Linked DNA regions of Mus musculus: all the other regions are linked to region 2. Evidence: chromatin contacts called from public HiChIP or PLAC-seq and promoter capture Hi-C data. All regions are on one chromosome and are shown on one strand. The core of a region is the stretch at or near the end of the contact, and the rest is flanking DNA. Distances in the headings are between cores, read along the strand shown. Region 1 overlaps Pde4d (phosphodiesterase 4D, cAMP specific). Region 2 overlaps Pde4d (phosphodiesterase 4D, cAMP specific). Region 3 overlaps Pde4d (phosphodiesterase 4D, cAMP specific).

Region 1 (4,029 bases), core at 71-2,570, 240 kb before region 2:
CCCTCTGTATTTAGCAGAAAGTGTTGTTTTGTTTTCAATCCAGGTTCACAACACTAAATAATTATTGTGTTACTGTATTTGTTTACTAATCTAAGTTACTATTTCTCTAGCCTTCATTTAGAGTCCAGGCTACTAACGGCTTCAAGTATCAACACAAGTCACCTTACTCTGAGTTCTCCACTAGCTAAACAGAAGAGCCCTGGTGCTGCTGTGCATGGGTAAGCACTCAACTCTATATCCTTTCTCTCTCTCCCTCTCTCCCTCTCTTTCCCTCTCTCCCTCTCTCTCTCCCTCTCTCCCTCTCTCTTTTTTTCTGGACTCAGCTTTCATACACCAAACATCCCAAATCACTTAACTTCCAGGTTAATTCTGGAAGAGTTACCTGTCCCAGTGCCATCCCTAATACGTCATCCTTCCACCTGGACAGTTATACTTCTATAGTTTTACTTCACATATACTTTTACTTGTGTGTGACTATGGTGTTTGTATACCTATATACAAGTGTGCTTATAGGTGGGTGTGCGTGGAAAGACCATAAGTGTATACTTATATTGGATCCTGTGGCATTACCATTTCTTTGCTGCAGAAAAACTTGATGCACATGCCTTCCCCCAATTATATACAATGTAAGTGATTTTAAGGTCTTAGGTATTTGCTAGCCAGTCAAACTTTGTTGACTATTGATGAGTGCTAAGAAATGAAGGTGGTAGCTGTTGTGAATTGAGAAGATAAAAAGGTTTTAACATTAATTTATATTCCAGATAAGGAGCATCTTGAATGAAACAGAGTACTGAGTTAGGAACTAGCCTTCATTGAGATGAAAAGAAATGGAAACTCGGCTTCAGAAGATCCTGAGTACTGCATGATCTCCCAAATTCACAAACTTCAAGATGTAATATGTTGCAAATAGAAGTCAAATAAAATAAACATGATGATCAGTTCAGTTTTGTAAAGAAAACAAACAAACAAACAAATCAGAAACTGTGGCTCCTGAGTGTGGTTCCAGAATGCAGAAGGCTGAGAGAGAAGGTGAATCATTGCTATGTATCCAGGGCTAGCCTGTGCTACAGGGTAAGACATTGTCTCAAGAGGCAAAAGAATCAATCCATTGAATGGCTATCACATACGTGATAATAATAACTCCATTTGTTCATGAACTCAGATTATGAAGAAATGTGAGGAAATTAACCTTAAGGCATGTTTATTTGAGGGGCAGACTTCAAGCGAGCATTGTGACTCACGGTAAACACTTGTATGTAAGCCATGGCGTCAGAGTGCACTTTGTTCTCCCATAAACTCGAGACTTAGAGACTGTTGCTAGCCACACACAAACAGCTCCACCGCGAACTGCTTTACAGACATGATAACCCCATAGCTGGGAAGGGCGATCTCCCAGTGCCAGGTGACTTCTGGGTATGTGTCAGATGTTTAAGCTGAACATTAACTAAATTATTTGGGTCACCAGAGTAACCCTTAGTGTACTGAAGCTGTACTTTAAAGAAACCATATGCTTGTTAAGAGAGGCAGAAAAAGTTGAAAGCAATTCTTACTTTACACATGTTATCATGTGTTGGGGCTTTAGCTTCTTACATATCATATTTACCGTCCTCAGGATGATCTTGAAATACCTGTGGGTCCCACAGCCTTGGGCCAGGGAACTTCCTCATGGTACAGATGGGGGTTCTACTATTACAGGGGGTTGATTTTAGTCAGCTTGTGTAGGGATTCCCCCCCACGACCCCCAGGACAGAAACAGTTAGGGGTAGGACAACATTGACTTTCCAAGGTTCCTAGGAATGATCGTTTAAAGAAACTTTTTGGCCTTAAAACAGAACATCTGTCAGGAGCCTTTCCTCCGTCCCTGGCTGAAGAGCTGATAATTAAATCAGCCCTAAAAGTAAAATATATAAATTGGGTAATTGGCTTTAGAAATGTTAAGTCAGGGACTTGGCCAGAGGAACTCTTTCCTCCCCCCACCTCCCCACCAACCCTGCGTATCCACTTCAATGAGCTGGCATTTTGAATATTGATATATGCTTCCTTTTATAAAGAACAAGCTTAGAGTCACAAACATTTGTATTTCCCAGAAAGAAGCCACAGCTTGCATCGACTTGCTTACAAGGCTGATCAACTGAACACAACTTTAACATTTGTGGAAGGACAGTGCATTCAGGGCTGCATTTAAGGCCCTGTAATAGCAGCTCCTCGGCCACATCCTTCTTACCTAACACCTGCCGACCATTAGGTGAAAGCTTTGAATGTATTCATAGACGAGCTTCCATGAGACCAAATGCTAAGACGGTCATTAGATCTGTCACAGAGGTCTCCCTGACTGTGCTGTAAGCCACCACCTAACCTGATGTTTCCACCAATGTATTTAAAGTGTCCTGATTTAAGGCTTTCTTTGTTCCATTACTATAAAATCCTAATAAAATTGTTGCCACATTTTAACTCGGAACTTGGGCTAATTTGGGCTCCAGAACAACTGACTTCTCCCCACTTTGAAGAGAAAGCCGTTTCTCACAACACCACTTAAGTGCTGTCTAAAGAAGGAAACAGAACTCGCTGCATCACAAACTACAGTGAGACAATGAAGAGCTGATGGCCAATCTCAGTATTGAAACAGTTCTGCTAAAGCCCACACGTCTCTAGATGTTTCTCTGTAGGAACTCACAGTGCCTGTTATGCAGACAGGATAGCTCACAGTTGAACCTTGCTCACCTTGGCTTGGGGGTTTGGATACACGGCATGAAATCGAGAAGATATGGTTTAAAACACAGCTGTGTGCTTCACAGCAATTTTTCTTTCCCTTCTCAGTTTTATTTTTAAAGTCAGGGAAGGGGAAGCTCTCATAAATCTATTTATTTATAACATTAACCATATTTCAGAAAGCTAGCTTGTCTTTTCTGCAGAGCCAAAGTGGGGAAAAATTAGAAGTTGACAGTTCTTTTGAGTGGCAACAGGGGTCTGTCCTTACAGCTTAATCTCATCTTATTTTTTCTATCTTGGTTTTGATGCCATTGCATGTTTGGAAGATATTTTGTTTATTCTCATTTTTCACACTTCCCCAGTCTAAGTAATGTAGGCTAAGCTCAGTTGCTGCTCCTTTAGCCTCAACCCCTTGAGCCCTTACTGCCATGCAGCACCTGGGCCAGGTCCATCTTTCACTATCACAGAGATGTTTGTAAAATCAAAGCAACCTTTGTCTTACCAATTTAAGAACTTATCTTCCAGATAATATACAGACAAAGATGTGAATATTTAATGCGTCTGAAGTCCTCCTGTGTAATATGAACTGCGAGGCGTTTATGCATGGCAGGACCTCTACAGAGAATAAGCAAAGGCAGACATTTCTAAAACTGGGTGTGTCTCATAAATGACTTTTTTTTGTAAAATGTTAATTGAAACACTGCAAAGCACTGTCCATTTTCTACCACTATTTTCATAAAACATTCCTTTTTTTTAATTACCCAAGAAAAGTAAGAAACAAAAAAGAAGAAAGAAAAAAAAAAAGAAGAAAGAAAGCAAAGGTTTGTTGGGATTGATGCATCCCTTTAACATTTGAGACACCAGAAGGGATGAAGCTCAGAGTGCTAGATCCTAATGAGATACCATGAAATGCACCTCTAACCATCCCAGTCCTGCGTTCCAAAGTCAAAGATGCCTCATTACGACTCCGTCAGAATCCTGCTACGTCAAGCAGTTAAGGAGTCTCCAGCAGAAAGAAACTGCTTTACGGTTTTGTCTCTGCTACATAACAATCCCTCCTGTTTTGATGCTGCCGTCTTGGGTATTTAATTAACAAGGAGCATCTGTAGCAAGGAGTTCGTCTGTAATTTTGGTGAGTCATCTACTTCTGAGTCATAGATTCTGAATTGTTTTAAAATCAGTGGTGCTCAGCTGATGCACACATAGAAGATGAGACGAATTAATGATAAAGGCATCTTAAAAGATAGCCTTCTCCAACTAGTGAGATGGCTCAGTCGTCCTGCCCACGGAGGCAGATGACCTGAGTTTGGTCACTGGCTG
Region 2 (4,454 bases), core at 1,105-3,604:
CCATGTGCTTGGAGGCTTTCCAGACAGCATCAGAAAAGGAAGTGCAGTGGATTTCAGAAGAAAGCCTGTTTTCATGAGATTTCCTGCCTTCCGTATACCCAACATGTCCAAAAAGCTCCAATAACCTTCAGATGAACTCTAGGCTGCTTCACGTAGTCTGAGATCAAGCGGTGAGTGAAGCCTACCCTGTCAGCAATGCAGACAATCTTAGGGAATATAATTCTAAAGCGCACAGAGGCTGCCCAAAGGCTGGTTCTGTTTCTATGAGACCTTTAACTGGCTTTCCTGCCTGGTCCTTAGTGCATGGTCTTGAGCCAACCCCTTCCTTCCCAGCATCATACACTGTTTGTCCTGCCTCTCTCTCATCCACTGCTTACTGTTGACAAATTATCCAACGACATCTTCCTCAGAGGAACACTCATCATTTTCCAGATCCAAAATAAATAAATAAATAAATAAATAAAAAATTAACACTGAAAAATCCAACATTTGCCTTATCCCTTGTATGACTACTAGGTGCCATGGAACTGAATCTTTGCCATCTAGTTAAAAATCTAGAAGACAACAGGTTCTCCTACTTAGTCAGCCGTTTAGCTATTGAAAATGAACACTCTGGGGTTGGCTGTGTCTTTGAGTGTGACATGCCTTTTATCTGTGCTGTCACTGAATACAAGCTTGTCACTCAGATCGGGCTCCCCTTGTGACTGCGTCCTTCCTTGCATCATCTTTCTGTTTTGCTTTGTTTTTATTTTTTTCAACTCAGACCCACTGGCTAAGTTAAGAAAACTCTGTAGAAATTATAGAGTTAGTTCCCCATCTCACACACTTCCTCTCTTTTTGTTATGTAAAATATGTCATACTTTACATTCATTTTTATCCAAATGTAGACATAGTACGTGTATAATGCCTTGGAGTGGCTAAAGTTAACTAGCCCTGTACCACAGACCTCAGAAGAGGAACCTGCAGACACAAGACTTAAACTGCCTATTCTTAGGCAGAAACTCCGAGGAAGGTGCCCCATGGCTTCAGTTCAATATTTGATATTTTCAAGAGCAAGAAAATATTGAAAGTCCTCCAGAAAAAACAAAACAAAACAAAACAAACAAAACATGGAAGCAAGTGCATAAAATAACCTCACCCATTATAAAGATGATAAAATATTCATGAAGGAAATATAAGTGCAAAACATTCAAAGCATTCAAATTCAAGAAAAACAAGATCAGAGTAACAAGGGGTTGCCCATCACTTCCTGCGGGCTTCCTAATCCCTTTCCTCTTCCCTGAAAAGGCACGATGAAAATTATCAACACAATAAAGCTGGAGGCAGTTTGGGGGGCGGGGGGGAGGGGCTCATCTGTACACACTACTGTGAGCATCTCTGTTTGCACGGAGTATCACTCAGGAGACGCTAAGTGTGAGGAGCCTCCCCTCTGTTCTGGTCCAATTAGGAGAACCTGGTAGGGATATTAGCATAAGAAATCAAAGAAACGCCACTACTTAGGTATGGGAGCAAACCTACATTCCTTTTGGACATCTGGAATCCAATTTTCTTGTAGGAACTTGCAATAGAGACTGAGCTCTTAGAACCACCCACCTCAACCACTCCTATTACCTATCTCTAGGATTCCTGCCCTGACTTGGGCATCGGTGGGACATACTATGGAGGTAGATTACTTCCGATAAATCACAGGAGTGGAATAGAGATCTTCCTCCCCACCCCCAAGGCTGCAGGAGGAGCAAAAATCACTGAACCATACGGTATGGCTAACATTTCAGGGGTCGGTGCAGACCTTACCATGTATGTGCCACTGTGAAGCGGCGCTGTTTGGGGATGTTGCTACTCAGAAGCATCCTGCGCAGGAGCCTGGGGGAATTCCTGGGAGAAATCACCGGGGAGAGCTTGGGAGAAACGGATTTCCTCGCTGTCTTTGACTTTTCGTGCTGCAACAGGTTTTCCCGCAGGGATTTCACAAGATCCTCATTGAGCCATGGGTTTGGAACATGCGGATTATCCACTTCAGGGACTGTAAGGGTGTCCGGGCTTGTCGTCTGCTGAGCCATTTTCCTGGTCAACTTTGTACAGTTGGCCACAATCCAGGGCAACGTGGTTGCCTGGCCTGTTTCCAGTGAGTCCCTTGATCCGGAGTCTGAGGAATGTCCAGGGAAACAGGTCGGATCCAGCTGCTGTTAGTTCATTCCGCCCCTGCCTCAGTCTCTCGGTGCAGGCTGCTGGGTGTAGACCAGGCGAGCACACTCCCCCGCCGAAGCCTGTTCAACGTCACCCTCCTCCCCCAGCCCCAGCCAAAGATCACTTGACGAGCAGAGCTCGGGAGGCTCGGGAACATGGAGGGAAGCCACCGCGCTAGCTCGGCTTTTGTCAGCCTGCAGAGCAGCCTGTTAAACTATCGGAACTAATGCGGCGCAGCTGCTCCAGTGACTCCTGCTTATGTACATAAAAAGTCCTGGGGGGAGGGCTTAACCATCAGACGCCTGCTACTCCTCTGTTTGGCCTGCCTTTCCATTTGCTTATTCCTGAATGTAAAGGAAAGAAAAACTTGGAACTTGACCTTCCTCTCAGGCAGGCAGGGGCTATTTATCTCCCTATGGTCTACATTCATAAAAGAAAATTACTAGTGCTTTAGTTTTTTCTTTTTTTTTCTTTTCTTTTCTTTTCTTTTCTTTTCTTTTCTTTTCTTTTCTTTTCTTTCCTTTCCTTTCCTTTCCTTTCCTTTTCTTTCCTTCCTTCCTTCCTTCCTTCCTTCCTTCCTTCCTTCCTTCCTTCTTCCTTCCTTCCTTCCTTCCTTCCTTTTCTTTCTTAATTCTTTTTTTTCCCCCTTTAATAAGGGAAGAATAAATATCCAGTAGCTAGACAAGAAGGAATGGTTCCCTGCTTCTAAATTCAGTCTGATGTATCCTATGAGACAAATCATAAGCGAATACTCCCCCCTCCAGAGACAAACCAAAGGTTTCAAAACGTTACACAGGAAGGACGTGAACAGAGACTGTTGGCTTTTACAACCTTGTTAATTATGGTTCTTTCAAAGCACCAAGCAACACTATTCAGACCCACAAACTTGTTTGTAATCTCTTTGTAGTTAAACTTGCCTCCTCCTGCAAGGAACTGGTTATTTTCACAGAAATAGTTAAAAAAAAAAAAAAAAGAAAGAAGTAAGGTTTCAATTGTTACATTATGTTATGTTTAATTGATATTCAGCCACGAGAGGGTAAAATAAATCAAGCCTTTCATAATTTCTTTTAAAAGAATATTTCAATTTGTGGAAAATATAGCTTCAATAAACTTATTTAGAGAAGATTTAAAATAAAGAAAAGAAAGTATTTTCTTACCGGAAGGGAGTAAATTAAAATGAAGAAAATGTTAATACAAGGAAGCAAGCAATAAAACCTGATTAACTCTCTGTGTTGTGTGGCTCCTGGAATGGTGGGAAAGAGCAGGAGTCTGGCACAGGGCTATCTCTAGCACCCTGGTGACTTTTGGGGGATCTCAGATTATTTTACACTTGAAAAAACAATACCTCTTTGAGGAGCTACAAAATACCTCCAGCCCCCTCCCCCCAAATGGAGGGTTAAATAATTAGATACAATGTTTGGGAATGGGGGGCTGTGAGGCGGTATGAAACAGTTCTATAGTCTCTGTTAACTGTAAGTGTCCATACTTCTCCCCAGCCTTGTTGCCCCTTAAAAGTAAAGTCTTTGACTTTCAAATGTTATAGATACGGAAAAGATGCTCTGAAGTTCTGTTCAGCAAAACCTAAGATCAGCTACTCCACCAATCTCTCCTGTAACAATTCACCTCCACCCATCTTGCCTGTAACAATTCACTAGGACACACATTCCATGGTTTAATTTGAATACTTCATCCAAAGATTGAAATTTGAAGAATTAAGTTTTGTTTTGTTTTGTTTTACTTAATTCACCCCTAGAAACACTGCTATGGATATAAAAGGTTTTCACAATCTGCAACATTAAATGACAACATTTCTCAGTGAAATAAAAATCAAACATCTATGCATATTAATTCTACTTACATGTGCTGCAGGTGACTATAATAATTATTTTGAAAGTATACATACACACATGCATATATATGTATATATATGTGTGTGTGTGTGTATAACTATATACATATATAGTTATTTATATAAAGTAAGATGGGAAGCAAAAAAAATCTACATCTAGAGTTATATAAAATGGCTGTATAGCTGTACAGTGCTTGCCCTCAAGAAATTTACTTTAATTTAAATTAAAAAAAAAAACAATGCTTAGAAAATTACACCAGAATACTCAGAAAACCATCTCATCAGATACAGAAAAATATGCTGAAAACCATGTGCATGTGTGATGAAGAAAACCCTAAAGACACAAAAGTATGAGGTCCTAAAGTTATTATAAAATCCATTATGGTCCATAACCTACTAGCTGGCCCTAAACCTGTGC
Region 3 (4,313 bases), core at 1,779-4,278, 190 kb before region 2:
GTCAATGAAGACATTTTCTCCAAGTTATCTAGTTGTAAGGTTTGCTTGATAGATTGATTGACTGACTGATTGATTGAAAATAAATCTTTCCTTGAGACATTCCCTCAATCCACTCTCCAAATTGTTTTCAGCAACTGGTAATTCTTAAACCATTCAGGACACACACACACACACACACACACACACACACACATATCATATGTGTGTGTGTGTAATATATATATGTATGTATAATGGTCTTTTGTTCCTGCACTTCTTTAGGTATTTGGGTTAAGGCAATTAACTTGAGTCTTCCTTTGTATGTCATGATGCCTTGTATATCTCTGAATCTCTGAGTTATCTGCTCTGTACTGTACTATAATTATATGTTTCTATAGTTGCCGTAAAGACTTACGGCTCTCTCCAAGACAGGATTCTTATGGTATTTATTCGGGAACACTTTATGCTTAGAGGAATCAGTATGTTGCTCCTATGCCAATATAACTCACTACAAATGATCTTATCCAGCATCAGATCTCACTTCAGATAGTGCTAATGCTCTTTGCCTATGGGCATTATAAAATGTAAAATCCCATCATTGGTTGATCACTTTGGCGAGCAGCAACGTTAGCAGCAAATGCCAAAACTTATATGATCAGCAAGACATGGTCAGAAATATTTCATTTGTCAGTCACCAAGTAGAGCTTATAATACAGTTCTGTGGCTAGTTTGCACATGACTAAATAGTACACCTAAAAATATAGTAGATTGAGCAGACCTTCCATGCTCTGCTGACTGCTTTTGTGCCTAGTATAGAGGGCACTTCACTTTGCACATTTAGCATGTCCTGCAGTTGTAGCTCTTCTTTGTCAGCCTAAAATGTGGCAACTATCCTAATACATCTGCCCAGAGAGCCACTTTCTTCTAATCCCCAAAGAACCCTATGGGTGAGCATGGTTCAGGAACACGGTTCATGGCAAATTCCTTGCAAACATTATTCATTCTGAGAAAACAGAGAAAGTTGCTGATGTAGAGGAAGTGCAGGTCATAGTGCCAACATGAACGAATGCTGTTTCAAGGAAAGGCCACTCACATTCTCAGCTGTCTGGCATACTTATGCAACTTGCTAATGATTTTTTTCCTGGTATTTTGTTAATCTGTTTTCTAGAAGGCCCATGGACGCATTATGGAGGCACATTTTACAAACAAAAACCAATACGGTTTGTTAAAGGGAGACTGAGCTTGGACATAAGGCCAGACCTAGAGTAGACCGGCTTCATGTGTCAGCAGAATGTCACCTTGAGAAAGCATGACATTTGAGAAAGTCCCTTAGGCTCTGAGCATTCCATTCTGTAAAGAGTGAGTCAAGACAGTGAAAACAGAAGGCCACTGTTGACTAGTGAGATGGTTCAATGGATCAAGTGCTTACTGTCCACATGTAAGGACCAGAGTTCAGAATTCCCAGTGCCCACGTAAAGGCCAGACATGATGGTATGTATATTTCTGTAACCTTGGTACTGGTCGGGGGCTGGGAAGACAGACAACTCACTTGTTAGCCAGCCTAGCTGAAACCACAAGTTCTAGGTTCAGGGAGAGACCGTGTCTCAAACCATAAAGTAGAGAGATATTGAAAAGATAAGAGACAGTCTCCACAGGTACAATTTAGCATTCACTGTTCCCCCAAACACAGATATACCATACATGATGTTGCTATTATGAACCCACTGGGCATGGACATGAGAGCTTGGTCAGTGTTGTTGCCCTCTGATACATACTTGGGAGTTGTCATGTCTTATATAGCCTGTATGTATAATCCAGGTTATTCATCTTTCAACCCTAATACATACATACAAACATACAACCTTACATACACACACACACACACACACACACACACACACACACACACACACACACACATATATATATATATATATATATATATATATATACATACATACACAGAGAGAGACAGAGAGATACACATGTATCCATGTATATATGCAGTACAAATTTTATAAGACACTATCCCTAACCTGTTGTCTTTGCTATGTTTATAGGGCGATAATTCTCAAACCATAGGAGACACAATCTAATAGCCTATCAAGTGATTATCAGACCACTCTAGTTAACTTATGGCTTAGAAGGATTTTTGAACTATTGCCTAAAAGATTGGAGTGAAGTTAGACACCATCGAATTTTGTGTGATATGAGTAAAGAAAGATAGAAAGTGAGTAAGGGGCTAAAACAGACAAAAGGAAAATTAAATCTCTGGCAAATGAGAAAATCATTGTTACTTTCCTATTAGTTATTCTTTCGTTTTTAGCACTCTGAACCACATCCCTTTCCCCCACCCCAGAGTTGAAGACATTTTCTCTCTGCTGAAGACGTCAGCATTAAAGTAGCAATTCAATAGCCGTAGCTGAAAGAGCAGGGTGGGTAGTGAAGCACGTGACAGACATGAGATAGCCCACATTATTGGCTTATGGTTTTCTGTTTTCCTTTTTGTTTCTTTCTTTCTTCTTTCGTTCTTTCTCTCCTTTTGTTTCCACAGTCAGTAGTTGAGAATGCATAATTTTAACAATCTGAGAGAGACCTAAAAAACTAAAGCTTAATTTGCGTACATTGTGGGCACACACTAGGATTTCTAGTTGCAAATTTCCTTCTCAATCAAAATATTCGTAATCGAATTTAATTTTCACTTATAAGTTCTAAGGTATCACTTAGAATTCAAGAATCCTATCACTAGAGACAATAAAAGACATTAAAATAGAAAGCCAAGAGGCAAATAAGGTATATTTAATAAAATCAGAAGTTCTCCTAATTAAAAACAACCTTAGTCTAAGCCTGACCTTCTGCCTACAATGGCCTGGATTTACAACTGTGCTTGATTGATGGATGAACAAGAAGAACTCTCATAATTATCAGCCATAAGTTTATTATCCAGTGTTTACAAATAGACTTTTTGGTCCTACCAGGATCTAGACCCAAGCTTTGAGTCTGGTCTTCTGAGAAGAGCTGTTACAAAGAGGAAGAGAAAGTACTGTAAGAAGGTCAGCTGCTGTGCAACTGCCGTAGAAAGTGCGCAGATACGGACTGAATTTTGCTTACCAGACTGAGAATGATACTGCTGTTCTATAAAAGACGTAATACGGTCTGTGCATACATCAGTAGCATTTACTGTTCAAAACGGATCTCTGTCTGTACACGTTACTTCTAGGTTTTGTTTCTGTAGTTTCAATTTAAAAGTTCAGACAAAAAGTGGCCAGAGAGAAATACTTTCCCTTTGTGAAACAGCAAGCCATTTGTCTTTCTTCAAATGTTCATTCATTGGATTAATTGTTTAAAATACTGTGTAATTTTGAACATATGCAAATTACACTATTACATGGTCATTTATACTTTGCACCATTCTATGAAGAAAATATAGCAATCAAAAAAAAAATGAAATGAGCTAGCTCATAAGTCGCATATTTGGACTATCGAGTTATAACCCAACTCTGTCTGCTAGACTGCAGCCTTTGGGAGCTGATACTTGGGAGCATATTGCCCAACAAAAGAAGTGCAGGAGCCTCAAAGGAAAAACAGGCTCAATATTGATTTAAGGGGTTATAATCACCCCATTTCACCTCTTAATAGAGATGAGCTGTCAGCATCACCACAGCAGTTTATTACAAAGCACTTAAACATCTGGTCCTTAGAAAATGAAATAAGTAAATAATTAATCATTATCCACAATTACTAGTCCAAAACCTTTTTCAACAGAGTTTGTTGACTACTGTAAGTCCCCATTCTCCAAGTCAGTTGAGCCCATTCCAAAGGGAGTACAAAGAAATTCAAATAGAATGCCCTCCTAAACTTTGAAACTACCTGTCTTCATTGCATTCAACACAACTTTATGCATCTTGTACAGATTTATAAAATCTTACATTTCTCACAAATCATATTATGCAAAGTTCATCATGTATGTGTGTGTGTATATATGTGTGTATGTAAAAACTACAAACCCATGTTAGTATTTACCCTTCTTGATAGACTCTGTCATGTAACTCAACATCAGAGTATATTGAGGCTTCTCAGGAGTCTTCTTAATTGCTGCTGGGTGGAACTTAAATTCCTAGAAAGCTGACCTGTGTATTCCTTCTTTGACCATGGAAGACCCATTTCTGAATTGCCAGGCTACCATTGTATTCTCATAACTTGACAGGAGAAAACACGAAGGCATAGAGTGCTTGTTTATTCTGTCAGGAGAACCCTTATCTTTGCTTAGCTAGGCAGTAAAAAGGCTAAAATGTGTAATGGAAAGACGCCTTTGTAATAAAATCCTCCAGCGA

Evidence for each region. HiChIP or PLAC-seq counts read pairs in DNA pulled down with a chosen protein or histone mark. Capture Hi-C pulls out chosen DNA fragments and counts their contacts.
Region 1: a FOXA1 HiChIP or PLAC-seq map of pancreatic cancer cells shows a contact between it and region 2. The contact joins two enhancer-like sites. A contact is called at or near these places in 1 of 15 datasets of contacts at CTCF or cohesin (the NIH/3T3 cell line), 3 of 484 Hi-C or Micro-C datasets (bone marrow-derived macrophages, nephron progenitors and uterus), 10 of 115 datasets of contacts at active chromatin or transcription factors (bone marrow-derived macrophages, embryonic basal ganglia, embryonic midbrain and 4 more) and 2 of 9 other capture datasets (adipose tissue and pancreatic islet).
Region 3: a contact with region 2 is called in a promoter capture Hi-C map of adipose tissue. The contact joins two enhancer-like sites. A contact is called at or near these places in 3 of 484 Hi-C or Micro-C datasets (nephron progenitors and uterus), 4 of 115 datasets of contacts at active chromatin or transcription factors (bone marrow-derived macrophages, craniofacial prominence, large pre-B cells and 1 more) and 2 of 9 other capture datasets (adipose tissue and liver).

Annotation. Positions count from the first base shown.
Region 1 is chr13:109,500,297-109,504,325 of GRCm38.p6, reverse strand. All of the region lies in intron 3 of Pde4d (phosphodiesterase 4D, cAMP specific), which reads right to left. Among named protein-coding and RNA genes, the nearest start is that of Gm32703, 61 kb to the right of the region's middle. Within about 2 kb of position 1,320, at least 32 of the 459 cell types and tissues checked have an H3K27ac peak or open chromatin away from gene starts, as enhancers often do. A contact at or near this core is called in pancreatic cancer cells, pancreatic islet and uterus, where this site is marked.
Region 2 is chr13:109,258,286-109,262,739 of GRCm38.p6, reverse strand. The region is part of intron 3 of Pde4d (phosphodiesterase 4D, cAMP specific); the gene reads right to left. Among named protein-coding and RNA genes, the nearest start is that of Mir582, 64 kb to the left of the region's middle. Within about 2 kb of position 2,354, at least 274 of the 459 cell types and tissues checked have an H3K27ac peak or open chromatin away from gene starts, as enhancers often do. A contact at or near this core is called in adipose tissue, bone marrow-derived macrophages, pancreatic cancer cells and 2 more, where this site is marked.
Region 3 is chr13:109,445,071-109,449,383 of GRCm38.p6, reverse strand. The region is part of intron 3 of Pde4d (phosphodiesterase 4D, cAMP specific); the gene reads right to left. Among named protein-coding and RNA genes, the nearest start is that of Gm32703, 6.2 kb to the right of the region's middle. Within about 2 kb of position 3,028, at least 27 of the 459 cell types and tissues checked have an H3K27ac peak or open chromatin away from gene starts, as enhancers often do. A contact at or near this core is called in adipose tissue and bone marrow-derived macrophages, where this site is marked.